2 separate regions of the Ovis aries genome follow, and region 2 is linked to region 1. Evidence: chromatin contacts called from public Hi-C data. All regions are on one chromosome and are shown on one strand. Each heading gives the region's core, a stretch centred on a gene start, on an enhancer-like site or on the middle of the called end of the contact. The rest is flanking DNA. Distances are from core to core; before and after follow the strand shown.

Region 1 (5,630 bases), core at 1,608-4,107:
AAATCATTTTGCTGGATTTGCTGGGATCCATGGAACCCACCTTAGGAAATAACAGCTTATAGCCTTGGACTACCCTGGTTCTGTCCTTTGGCATCTTCATTTTGCATTATCCAGAGCTGTTGGTGTCGTGGGCACCCTCCAGGCTCTTTAAGCGATTGTTAATGACTCTGTTCTAATTCCAAGAAACTTTTAACCTAATGGGATCACAACTTGGTATATTGATTAAAGTTCTTTTGGTTGCAAACACAAAAAGCAACTCTGGCTAACTTCTTTTAAGATTAGGAAGACTCACAGAATCATAAGAATTGCCAAACAATTGTGATTTGAAAAGAGAAGGAATGGGAGCAGTTTAGGGGATTTCAGCCCCGGGAGTCACTGAAGCTGCCACTCAACTAACTCTGCTGTGGAAACATCTCTGTCTGCATCTTTTTAATCAGATTTCAGGTTCCTGGGATGGAGAATCTGATTGTCCTTGCATAGGCCATGTCTTTGTCCCAGGATCATTCAGCCAGGGAAGAGAGGAAACTGCTATGATCTGAACTGCCACTCTGATGCATGGCTCCCACGTCTGCCTTGCAATGAACAGAGTCCCATCTTTTGTGGGGGTTGGTGTGAAATTGGTGGATAAAGCTATAACTACCCTTCAAAGTCTGCTATGTTTCTTTCTAGGGATGTAAGACATTGCTTTTTCTTCCTTTGATCACCAAATAAGTTTTAAAACTACACTATTAAAAAATTGAGTTTTCAGCACTAAGACACATACTTAGCCTGGAGAACCACTTTTGCAATTAGGGCATCCCATGAAACCAATGAACATTTGCTTAGGGGCTAGTGAAATAGTGGCTGGACTTGCTCACACTTTTTAAATCCTCTTAACCTCTTCCTCTTTTGACAAATGCAGACAGCTGAATTCACAGAGTTTAATATATATTTGATGCAACACAACTGTCCACCAGAGATGGACTAATATGGAACTTCCCTGGTGGCTCAGATAGTAAAGAGTCCACCTGAAATGCAGAAGCCCGGGGTTCAATCTCTGGGAAGATCAGGAAGATCCCCTGGAGAATGGAATGGCAACCCACTTCAGTATTCTTACCTGGAGAAGTCCATGGACAGAGGAGCCTGGCACGATACAGTTTGTAGGGTCACAAAGAACCAAACATGATTGAGTGACTAACACACTTTAAACAATATAATAGCATGACACAAACCTTAGAAGTAACAGTCTAGCATCCCCCTGGTTAGTTACCAAAAAAAAATAAAGGTGAGGTAATTATCAAGAATGGTATCCTGGAAGAGAGCTTTGAGGGGGCATTTCTTCAGTCTTGATTCAACAACAATATACATTATTTTTTAGACAAGTTAAAACAAGTTTTCTTCTGCCTCCTGAAATTCCAAATTCAAAAGCAAATGAGGCATTAAAAAAAAAAATTAAGCCTCAAAAGGCTTCAGTACCTACTGCTATGCCATACTGTGGGGTTTTATTTGAATATGTTTTGCTTTTATTGCTTTGTGCTTTTTCCTGTCTGTGATTTACAAAGTAGTGTGGGAAAACAGTTAATACCGAATAAAAGTTAAAATTAAAACCACTTTTTCCACTATGGTGCTGTCTCCTTCCCACCCCCTCATCCCTGGGGGCCTGTTCAACTGAGTTTAGTAGCACAAAGGATACTTAGTTCCTAAAGTCATAATCAACCTAAAATGAACTGATTTCTTAGCGCCAGGTCAAGATAAATGGTTAGTTGACAACTATGGTTGATAATATTGAGAGAATTGATAAATAATGAAACAAGTTCATTTTAAGATACTTGTAGAATTCTGGAAGTTAGTGGCACATATTAAACAATTTGGGTTAATTCAAACAACATTATGTTTGGAGCTAAGCTTGCTTTGGGGTCCAAATAGTTTCTAAGAAGAACAACTACTGTTCATAGCCCTCTGACACAAGACATGTTACATAGGCAGGAAAAGCATGTTTCTCTCCGCCCACCTGAGGAATGACACCTAAATCTTTTCAACCTGAGGAGACAGATGTGCCCCATCCCAGGTGGTGATTCAGCCAAGGCTCTGACAATCCCTCCAAGTCTTTGCTGAATACTTACTATGTGCTAGGCCCAGTGCTGCTGTGCTATCACTTTTATACCCCTTTTCCAGTTTAACCCATAAAATGTTTTACACAACATGTTAAAATCCCATTTTACATTTGAGAGTACTGAGACTCACAATGATCAAGAATCTTTTCTTGGTCAGACAGTTCTACTCCCTAGAATAACAATAACCAAAGTAAACAGGAAAGAGGGTTCACACTGAACATGGAGTAAGTAAGGAAGATAAAGTCAGTATCCATGAGATACATTAATGCAGTAACAACAGTGTGTCTGAGATATGGTTCTAGTATCTTTGCTGCTACTGCTAAGTCGCTTCAGTCGTGTCCGACTCTGTGCGACCCCATAGACGGCAGCCCACTAGTTTCTATCATCCCTGAGATTCTCCAGGCAAGAGCACTGGAGTGGGTTGCCATATCTTTAGGTACTATCTTTAATCATCACATTGACACTAGGAAATAGGTTGTAAAATGGTCTCTATTTTAGTTCTGAGGAAGGTTAGGAAAACTGTCAGTAACTGAGCATTGCATGGTAACTCCTACAGACGTGCTAGGACAATAAAACAGACCCTGGTGCAAAGGACATTGAGAAAAGTCAGGATAGCTTCAGGCTGCAAGTCATGACAATGAAGACTCTAAGTGGGGAGAAAGGCCTTCCACGTAAGCAAGTTTATAGGCTGTAACACACTCAGTCCAAGTGTTTGGTGACAAGAGCAGATAGTTATCTCTGAGTCACAGCTCAGTAGGAAGTCTTCAGAAAGGAGAGGCTGACTGGTTGCCATGAGTCAGGAAGCTTCTCTAGGAGAAATGACATGCCATGAACCTTATAGCACAAGAGCATTTGGCTAGGGCTTAACCACACTGCAGAGTCTTCATGGGTAAGTTGGGTTCCGGGGAGTGTTTGTGGATGAATAAGTCACCATTATAACTGACCTTTTTCTCCACCAACTACTACCATCCAGCAAGCAAAGGGATTCTATTTTTAAGTCAAACTGTGCATTGGGTGTCTATGTGAAACACAAGCTATGTTGAATTTTTAAAGGGATCAAAGCCTTACTATAAAGGAATGAACTTTAATGAGTCAGTTAGCAGAGTGGCAGGTATCAGAGAAAGGAACAGTGGGATTTGAATAACAATGCTTCCCTAAGGTGCTGGAACAGACAAGTAAAATGGTTAGATTCCCAGTATTTGCTTCAAAATATTCTTAGGGGTGGTGGAAGGTGATAGAAAATATAGAAATATAGAAAATATTAGATAGGCCATAGGTTGATAATGGCTGAATCTCTGTGATTAATATGTTAGGGTTCAGTATACTCTTCTACTTTATGTATGTTTAAAATTTTCTATAATAACTTTAAAAAAGAAACAAGTATAGATATGGTCTACTATTCTATTCAATAGAAAATTTCATACCACTGGGAATATAAATGTGACCAAGGGGATGGCTTGGATTTCCTGCACAAAGCTATAGGTTTTCCTTACATCCAAACAATATCTAGGTCCTTTACGTCCAACCTCCAAAATTCACCTCCAGTGTCCACTTCTCTCCATCCCCCCTGCACCACCCAACCACCACCAACAGTGTGGCCTCTTAATATGCCTTCCTATTTCCAGTAGAATGTCTATTTCCAGTCTCTTCTGCCTACAGAAGGAGTGATCTTTTCAAAATGCTAATCTGATATTTTCATGAGAAAAAAGCAAGCTGCAGAACAGTATAAGAAAGGGAAAACCACATACATTCATACATACATATTTATATACTACTTGCTTATATTTGAAAGATAAACAAATACTTATAAAAATAAAAGAGGAGGAAGTGCACAATTGAGGACATAGGTTGGCAGCAAAATTTCTCTGAATGTCCTCTTATAAATCTTGACTTTGGAATCACGTAATGTTTACACACTCAAAAAATAACATTAAGTAAAAATAAAATAAAATAAGACATTTATGAAAATTGAATACAAATTGAAACAACAACAAAAAAACCAAATGTTTATTAACTACACAAAGAAAATAGTCATTTCAACTTCCATAAAATTGTTTTGACTTTATATTCTTGTGAAACATATTTTAAAACCAAGAAAAGCTGCAAATAAATCTTAGGACTTCATTCAGTAGTCTTATTGTTAGTATTAGGTAGAACCATACAAAATTGCCAATATTTGGCCACTGTTGACCTATAAAATGAAAATTTCTCTTATTGCAAATATAGTAATATTATATACTAATATTATTTTATACTATAAATATAACAATATATTTTGCATATAATCTAATTCATAAAAATATAAATATAGTATGTTATAGCAATATTGTTCCTTTTAGAAATATTTTCTATATATTGTAGCATGAAACAAGTAATCAATGTTGTTAGAACAGTCTTCAGCAAAGTAAGAGAATTATTATTTTAGAAGTTAATAAATATCTTGATTTTTAAATGAGATATAATTGATACAATATTTTATAAGTTTGAGAGGTATAATGAGTTGATTCGGTACTTTTATACACAGCAATATGATTACTATAGTAATGTAGCAATCATCACTTCTTTGTGTTGAGAACTATAAAAATCTAGTCTATTAGCAACTTCAAAGTTTATAATATAGTATTGTTAACTATAATCACTATGCTGTGCATTAGAACTCCAGGACTTATTTATCTACTAGTTGCAAATTTGTACCCTTTAACAGTATCTCCCAATTTCCCCATTCCTATCCCCTGATAACCATCCTTTTACTCTGTGTTTTCACACATTCAACTTTTTTAGGTTGCATGGCTAAGTCATAGCATACAGTACTTGTCTTTCTCTTTCTGACTTACTTCACACAGCATAATGCTCTCAAAATAAATTGCAAGTATCGTATGAACTTGTGATTTTTTTTTCAAAAATATTAATTCCTAACTGTCCACTAAAAAGGCCTAAGCCTAAGACCCAGATTGTGGTGTCTAAACATCTTCCCACTAAAAGAAAGCAGAGATACCGGTGGAAATGGCAGAAAACAGAAAAATTAAACTGGGTATATATTATTATGTAAGGAAACTATCAGAGTAATGAGGTCCAGTTAAAAAGACAAAGATCTGACATGAGGGACTTCCCACTGGCTAAAGCAGGACAATTTATGCATCAATAGAATGATGACTAAAATTAATTAAAACACATTGAATATATAAAAACCATAAATTCATAACAATACTCAAAAAAAGAGAAAGTGAAAATAAAAGGAAGGGGGAGAAGAAGGTGAAAAGCACATCATTGGAAACACAGAAGTAACTAGGTCACACTTTTCTCTGCAAGCTTGTAATTAAAGTGAAAGAATCAAATATCTATCCTGCCTTTCCTGGAAGAACCGTTTTCCAGAGTAGCATAATAACCCTTGATGATGAGATAAATTTTTATCTTTCATAGAGGGATTCTAACTAATAAATGTGTTAGGAAAGATAGCATTAGAAACTCATCATTCTGCAATTCTTAGTGAAATAATTGATTCAGATAATGATCATCTTTGGATGAAATCATTGGTTT
Region 2 (5,620 bases), core at 2,176-4,675, 240 kb before region 1:
TAAAGTTTGAGGGCCCTTGATTTAGTCCAGCCCTTGGTGTTCCCTGGAAGTGAGACTGGAAGCCCAGAAGGTAAAGCAACACCTAGGGTCACAGAGCTAGTTGATGGCAAAGCTCACATACACACTCTATTGCTCCTAACCCTCAGAGCAGTGCTCTTTCCATTGGAACATGTTGGCAGCCTTTTCACTTGTTTCCCTTGCCCCTAAAGTGAAAGTCTGCAACTGTGATTCATTCCCGCATCTTGCTGGGACCTTGTCTTTCCTGAGGATGCTCTGGTCACAGCCTCTGTCAGTTGAGGATCAGGGGAAGAAGGAAGAAAGGATAAGATCTAGTCAATAGTTCCCTTCTGAGCCTTTAATAACAGGGATAGGATTATATCTATAATCGAGCATTTGCTGTGTACCAAACACTGTATTAAGTCCTTTCCATGCACTAGCGCAAACCCCATGGAGCAAATAGCAATTAGCCCTACTTTACAGGTGAAGAAACTGAGGCTCACAGAGCAGTCATCATTTGCCCAAGGTCACATGGCTAATTAGTAGCCAAATCACCCTGTGTGACCATGACCTTTGTATGGTCCAGTGCAGTGTGAACTGTTATGCACTTTAACTGGACAGGCCTGCAAAAGGGCCCTGAGACCTCAGGAAAGAAAAGAATGCTGGGCAGTGGGATGTGACCGCTACTCTGTATAGAGCTACGAACCCTCTCAGCTCAACACAATGAAAATATTTCTGAAAGGCACTAGCTCAAAAGCTAGCCTTAGAAATTACAATATGAGAGTAGGTTAAACAGCTTTTCTTCTTTGTCATTCTTAAACGGAAACTCCTGACATCTGCTTGCCCTCTTTCTATTTGGCTCTTTCTTTTGGAAGCAGTGTGTCTTTAGGATTTTTGTGACTTGAGGGATTGGTTATGTTCGGTTGCAACTGAGCCCCTGGTGTGACAGCAGCATTAGTGGTCCATGGCACGTAGCAGCCGTGGCCTCTTCTGATATCATAGCACATGACTGCCATGATCACCTCCCTCCATTCATTTTCTGGAGCGTCCCCCAGGGACAGGAAAAGAAACTAAAGCAAATCGCTGCCTCAGAGAAGGGACAAGTGTTTCCTGAGCTATGTGGACACGATGGCACAGTATCCTCTTCTAGGTTTACCTCCTAACCATACCTTGGCTTCATCCTTAGAGGAAGTCAGGTAGCGTTTTGAACAACTCACTTAGTAGGACTCCCCAGTCAAATGAAGATGGGCACATGCTTATAGGATAGGAAGGGCTCAGTTTCATACTAGCAGGATTTGATATCTAGCAGCTGAAGGTGAGGGGCAACTATAATTTAATTCTGAGCATTCCATCAATCACCAGAGTTTGGGACATTTTGGGATATTTTTGGATAATCCTCTGACCATCAACCTTCTCTTTCAAATCTCAGAGCTTTAGATTAAGGTTGATTGGGGGTGTGAGGCATAAAATGCTCTTACTAACTCATAATGAAGGGAGTACGTGGAGGTGAGAGGAAGTGGTAAGGGATGGGGGCAGAACGCAGCCTCTGCAAAGCTTTAGAGGACCGTGGGTCTCTGCAAAAGCCCTGGACATGCTGAATGAAAACTGCCTTCCCTTGTCCGAGCTGCCTCTGCTTCCCAAATGCCGTGTCTGCGGTAACTACAAACTATTTTGTATGCTGCATTAGTGACAGACACTGCCTTAGCCGACACATCATTACAACTGAAATAATGCTGGTATGATGTTCAAGTCCAGTGTCCTTTTTAATTATTAAGCCAAGGCAGTTGAATGAGTCATTCCACATACCAGATTTTCCTCCCATGGTTCTATTTCGAGTAACTCGTACCTCCCCTTAGCATGTTCTGCTAACACCTGAGTTGGTTCTTAGCCAGCTACCCATTCTGCAAAGCCTTTGCAGAACAAACAATATTCCCCAGCCTCCAAACACACACAGACTGCATAAAAAACCCCAAACCCATGAAAACTTTATAGTAAGCTCATCAGTAATCCCAAAAGCTGAGGATGCCCAGTTCCCCTCGGCCAGTCCCCAACTTACCAAGTGGCAGAGCGATGAAGAAGGGTAACCAACACAAGATGAACATGCCGACCACAATGCCCAAGGTCTTGGCTGCTTTCTTTTCCCGGGAGAACTTAAAAAGTTTGACAGCTATGGAACTCCTGGGGTTATGGCCCTTGGCCTTGGTACTGCTGAGGGTATCCTCGTGAAAGTTCTTGGAGTGGATCCTCAAGGTCAGCTCCTTGGAGTTGGACATCTCCTTCATGACTCCAGCCTCCAGGTTCTTGGTGGTCCTCTTGGCAACGATGTATACGCGGCAGTACATGACCAGAATGACCGCCAGAGGGATGTAGAAGGAGCCCAGGGAGGAGAAGAGGGCGTAGAAGGGTTCTTCAGTGACCCCACATTCCCTGTCATCGTTGGGTGCCGGCTCCTTCCACCCAAGAAGAGGCCCAATGGAGATGACTGTGGACAAGACCCAGACACCAAGGAGCGCCAAGATGGCCTTCCTCCTGGTGACCAGAGATGGGTACTGCAGAGAGTAGCGCACCCCAATGTAGCGGTCGATGGAGATGGCGCACAGGCTCAGAATGGAGGCTGTGCAGCACAGGACGTCCACGGCGGCCCAGATGTCACAGAAGATCCGGCCCAGCACCCAGTAGCCAAGCACCTCCAGGGCAGCAGAGAAGGGCAGAACGGTGAAGCTTAGCAGCAGGTCGGCAATGGCCAGGTTGACGATGAAGTAGTTGGTGGGCGTCCGCAGGTGACGGTTGCAGGCCACAGACAAGATGACTAGGATGTTGCCCACGATGGCAAAGAGGATGAAGGCGCCCAGCACCAGGCCCACGGAGATGGCCCTGGTGATGTCCAGCTGAGGCAGTGTAGAGTTGGTCGAGGTCTGGTTGGGGCCAGTGAAGTTGGCATTTTTCAACTCTCCCCAGTGGGCAGGTGCTGATGTGTTGTGGCCGGTGTCCAGATCGGGATTCATTTTAGAGTCCGCCCTCCATAGCCAGCGGGGTGACAGGGCTCAGAAGGCTGCGGGGAAGGCTCTTCAGCTAGCTGCCCTGAAACTTTGCTTCCCCCGTGGTCTTCTTCCCAGAGGTGCCCTCCTGGCGAGAAGTCATCTCCCCCGGGCAGCCCAGCCCGGCAGCACGTCTCCTGCCTGCACCGAGCCGCTCGCTCGCCTGTCAGAGGGAGGAGGAGGAGAGAAGGGACGAGGCGGCAGCTCCAAGTTTAATGGTCCACGTCAGGCGCGCCAGGCCGGGCTCGCGGAGAGCGGCGGGGAGGAGAGGGTGGCGGGGCAGGGGGCGCCCGGCTCTGCCCGGTCCGCGGCGGGTCTGCGGACAGCGGCGCCTCCGCCCAGCCAGCGCCGAGGAGGGTCTGCTTTCAATGAGCCGCCTCTGGGCTGACTGCACGGCGGTGACATCAGGCGGGGGAGCCCGGCGCCCTGACTCCGCGCGGCACTAGGGGGCAATGCGGGTCCAGCGAAGGCTTCCGCTGCCCCGACGCCGCCACCCAGATGAGCTCCGAGGCCGGCTGCGCCCCGCGCCGCCCCCGGGGGGCAAGCCGGTAGGGTGTGCAGAGAGGGGGGCGGGGTAGGGCGACCTCAGCGTGGGGATTCCCCATGCCCTCCATTCCTCCCCAACCCCCCACCCCGAGTGGCCCTCTGGGGTTCTTTTGCCTCCTGTTCACCGCGCAGTTTTAAAATGGGGGTAGGGGTGCTTGTTTTTAATGAGGGGGGTCTGGAGTGAGCTTTGCAACTTGCGTGGAACCTAAAAGAGGCAGAATTCGATGGTTAAGCAGGTTAGAGGGCCTTGAGTCAGGTCTGAGACCAACCCCCATCCTTACCTCCCTGTGCAGCCTTTCTGGTGGAAAGCTTCTTGTCATTCATTCATTCGCTCACTCACTCATTCATTAAACAGGTTGTTAATCGGGCGTCCACTGTCTGCCCTGGGTTCTCTTCTAGGTGCTGTGGGTATAGCAGCTGAACCAAGTAGATAAAGACCCCTCTGTCCTTGGGGAGCTTATATTCTAGTGGGAGGAGACCTACAAATAAGTAGGCAAATTCTGAGATGTGCCCTAGGTGGACAGGTGTAACAGAAAATAAGGCAAGGTTGGGGAAATGGAATGGTTTGGAGGCACATTTGAAATTTTATCTGGGTGCTCAGGAGTTTACTGAAGTGATGTTTGAGTCACGACCTGAAAGAAATGGCAACAAACTGTAGGCTATCTGGGGGTGGCAGTGGGGGTGGGGGTAGGGCGGCGACTTGGAGAATCCATATTATTTGTTGATTTTTTCCTCCCTTTCTGCCTGATATCCACGTTGGACATTCAGCTATAGGGACACACTCTCCAAGGTGGATGAATGGTACCTAGGAGAGAAGGTGTGGCTAAGGATGCTGAGGGAGAGCCTCATGTTAGTTAACATTTATCCATATGTCCCAGTCCCAGACAGCGTGCTAAGTACTTTTCCTATTTTCTTACAACACTAGGAAAGATAGACCGTTCTCATAACCATTTCATTCTGCAGATGGGATGCTAAGGTGCAGCAAAATTGAACTCTTTGCCTATGTTCACACGGCCATCAAGCAGAGAATTTGGGAGCGGAACTCAAACGCACATCTACCCAAAGTTGAGCCCTTAGCTGCTATATGTCACACTTTTCCTCCAGAAGAAAGAAGGGGGTGAATCCCACCCCCAGCTTTATTGAGATATAACTGACATATAACATTATGTAAGTTGATTTGAGACCCTTATAAATTGAAAAATGATTACTATCATACTGTTAGCTAATACCTCCAACATATCACATAATCACCATTTCTTTTTTTGCAGTGAGACATTTAAAATCTGCTCTCTTAGCAACTTTCAAGTATATAATATAGTATTACTACAATCACCATACTGTACATTAGATCCTCAGAACTTATTCATCTTATAACTGGAAGTTTGTATATTTTGACCAACATCTCCCCACCCGGTCCTTCTCTGCCAACCCATGGTAACCACCACTTAACTCTGTTTCTATGAGTTTTTTTTAAAGATTCATATATAAGTGATATCATGTAGTATCTGCCTTTCTCTGTGTGATTTATTTCACTTAGCACAATGCCCTCAAGTTTTATCCTCGTTGTTGCAAATGGCGGGATTTCTTTCTTTATCTTGGCTGAATAATACTCCATTGTGTATGTATATCAATCTTCTTAATCCATCCATCAGTTGATGGACGCTTATTTCCAAGTGTTGGCTCTTGTGAATAATGCTGCATTGAACATGGGGGTACAGATATCTCTTTGAGATCCTGTCTTCATTTGCTTTGGATATATACCCAGAAGCAGGATTGCTGGGTGATATAGTAGCTCTATTTTCAATTCTTTGAGGAACCTCCTTATTGTTTTCTATAGTAACTATACCAATTTACATTTGAGATAAATGTTAATTGATTGTTATAGATGGAGCTATCTTTGAAATAGTCAATTTTGGGATCCGAGCCACTAGTGGCGGGAAGAAACTTACATTTATTGAGTTTCCACTGATAGTCAAGCATTTACTCAATTTCTTTTATTCTTCACAACCTTTAAGAGAAACATACCACGCTCCACTGAA

Evidence for each region. A called contact is a pair of places that touch in the nucleus more often than the background predicts.
Region 2: a Hi-C map of skin fibroblasts shows a contact between it and region 1, with 3 times the contacts expected there. The contact joins the promoter of ADRA1B here to the enhancer-like site in region 1. A contact is called at or near these places in 4 of 16 Hi-C or Micro-C datasets (liver, skin fibroblasts and tail adipose tissue).

What each region holds. Positions count from the first base shown.
Region 1 is chr5:68,848,073-68,853,702 of ARS-UI_Ramb_v3.0, reverse strand. All of the region lies in intron 6 of LOC121819669 (a long non-coding RNA gene), which reads right to left. Among named protein-coding and RNA genes, the nearest start is that of TRNAC-ACA, 16 kb to the left of the region's middle. Within about 2 kb of position 2,857, at least 4 of the 54 cell types and tissues checked have an H3K27ac peak or open chromatin away from gene starts, as enhancers often do.
Region 2 is chr5:69,083,935-69,089,554 of ARS-UI_Ramb_v3.0, reverse strand. It overlaps ADRA1B (adrenoceptor alpha 1B), which reads right to left and starts at 3,425. Exons shown (of 2, transcript XM_015096166.4): 1 at 2,054-3,425. The coding sequence starts at 3,002.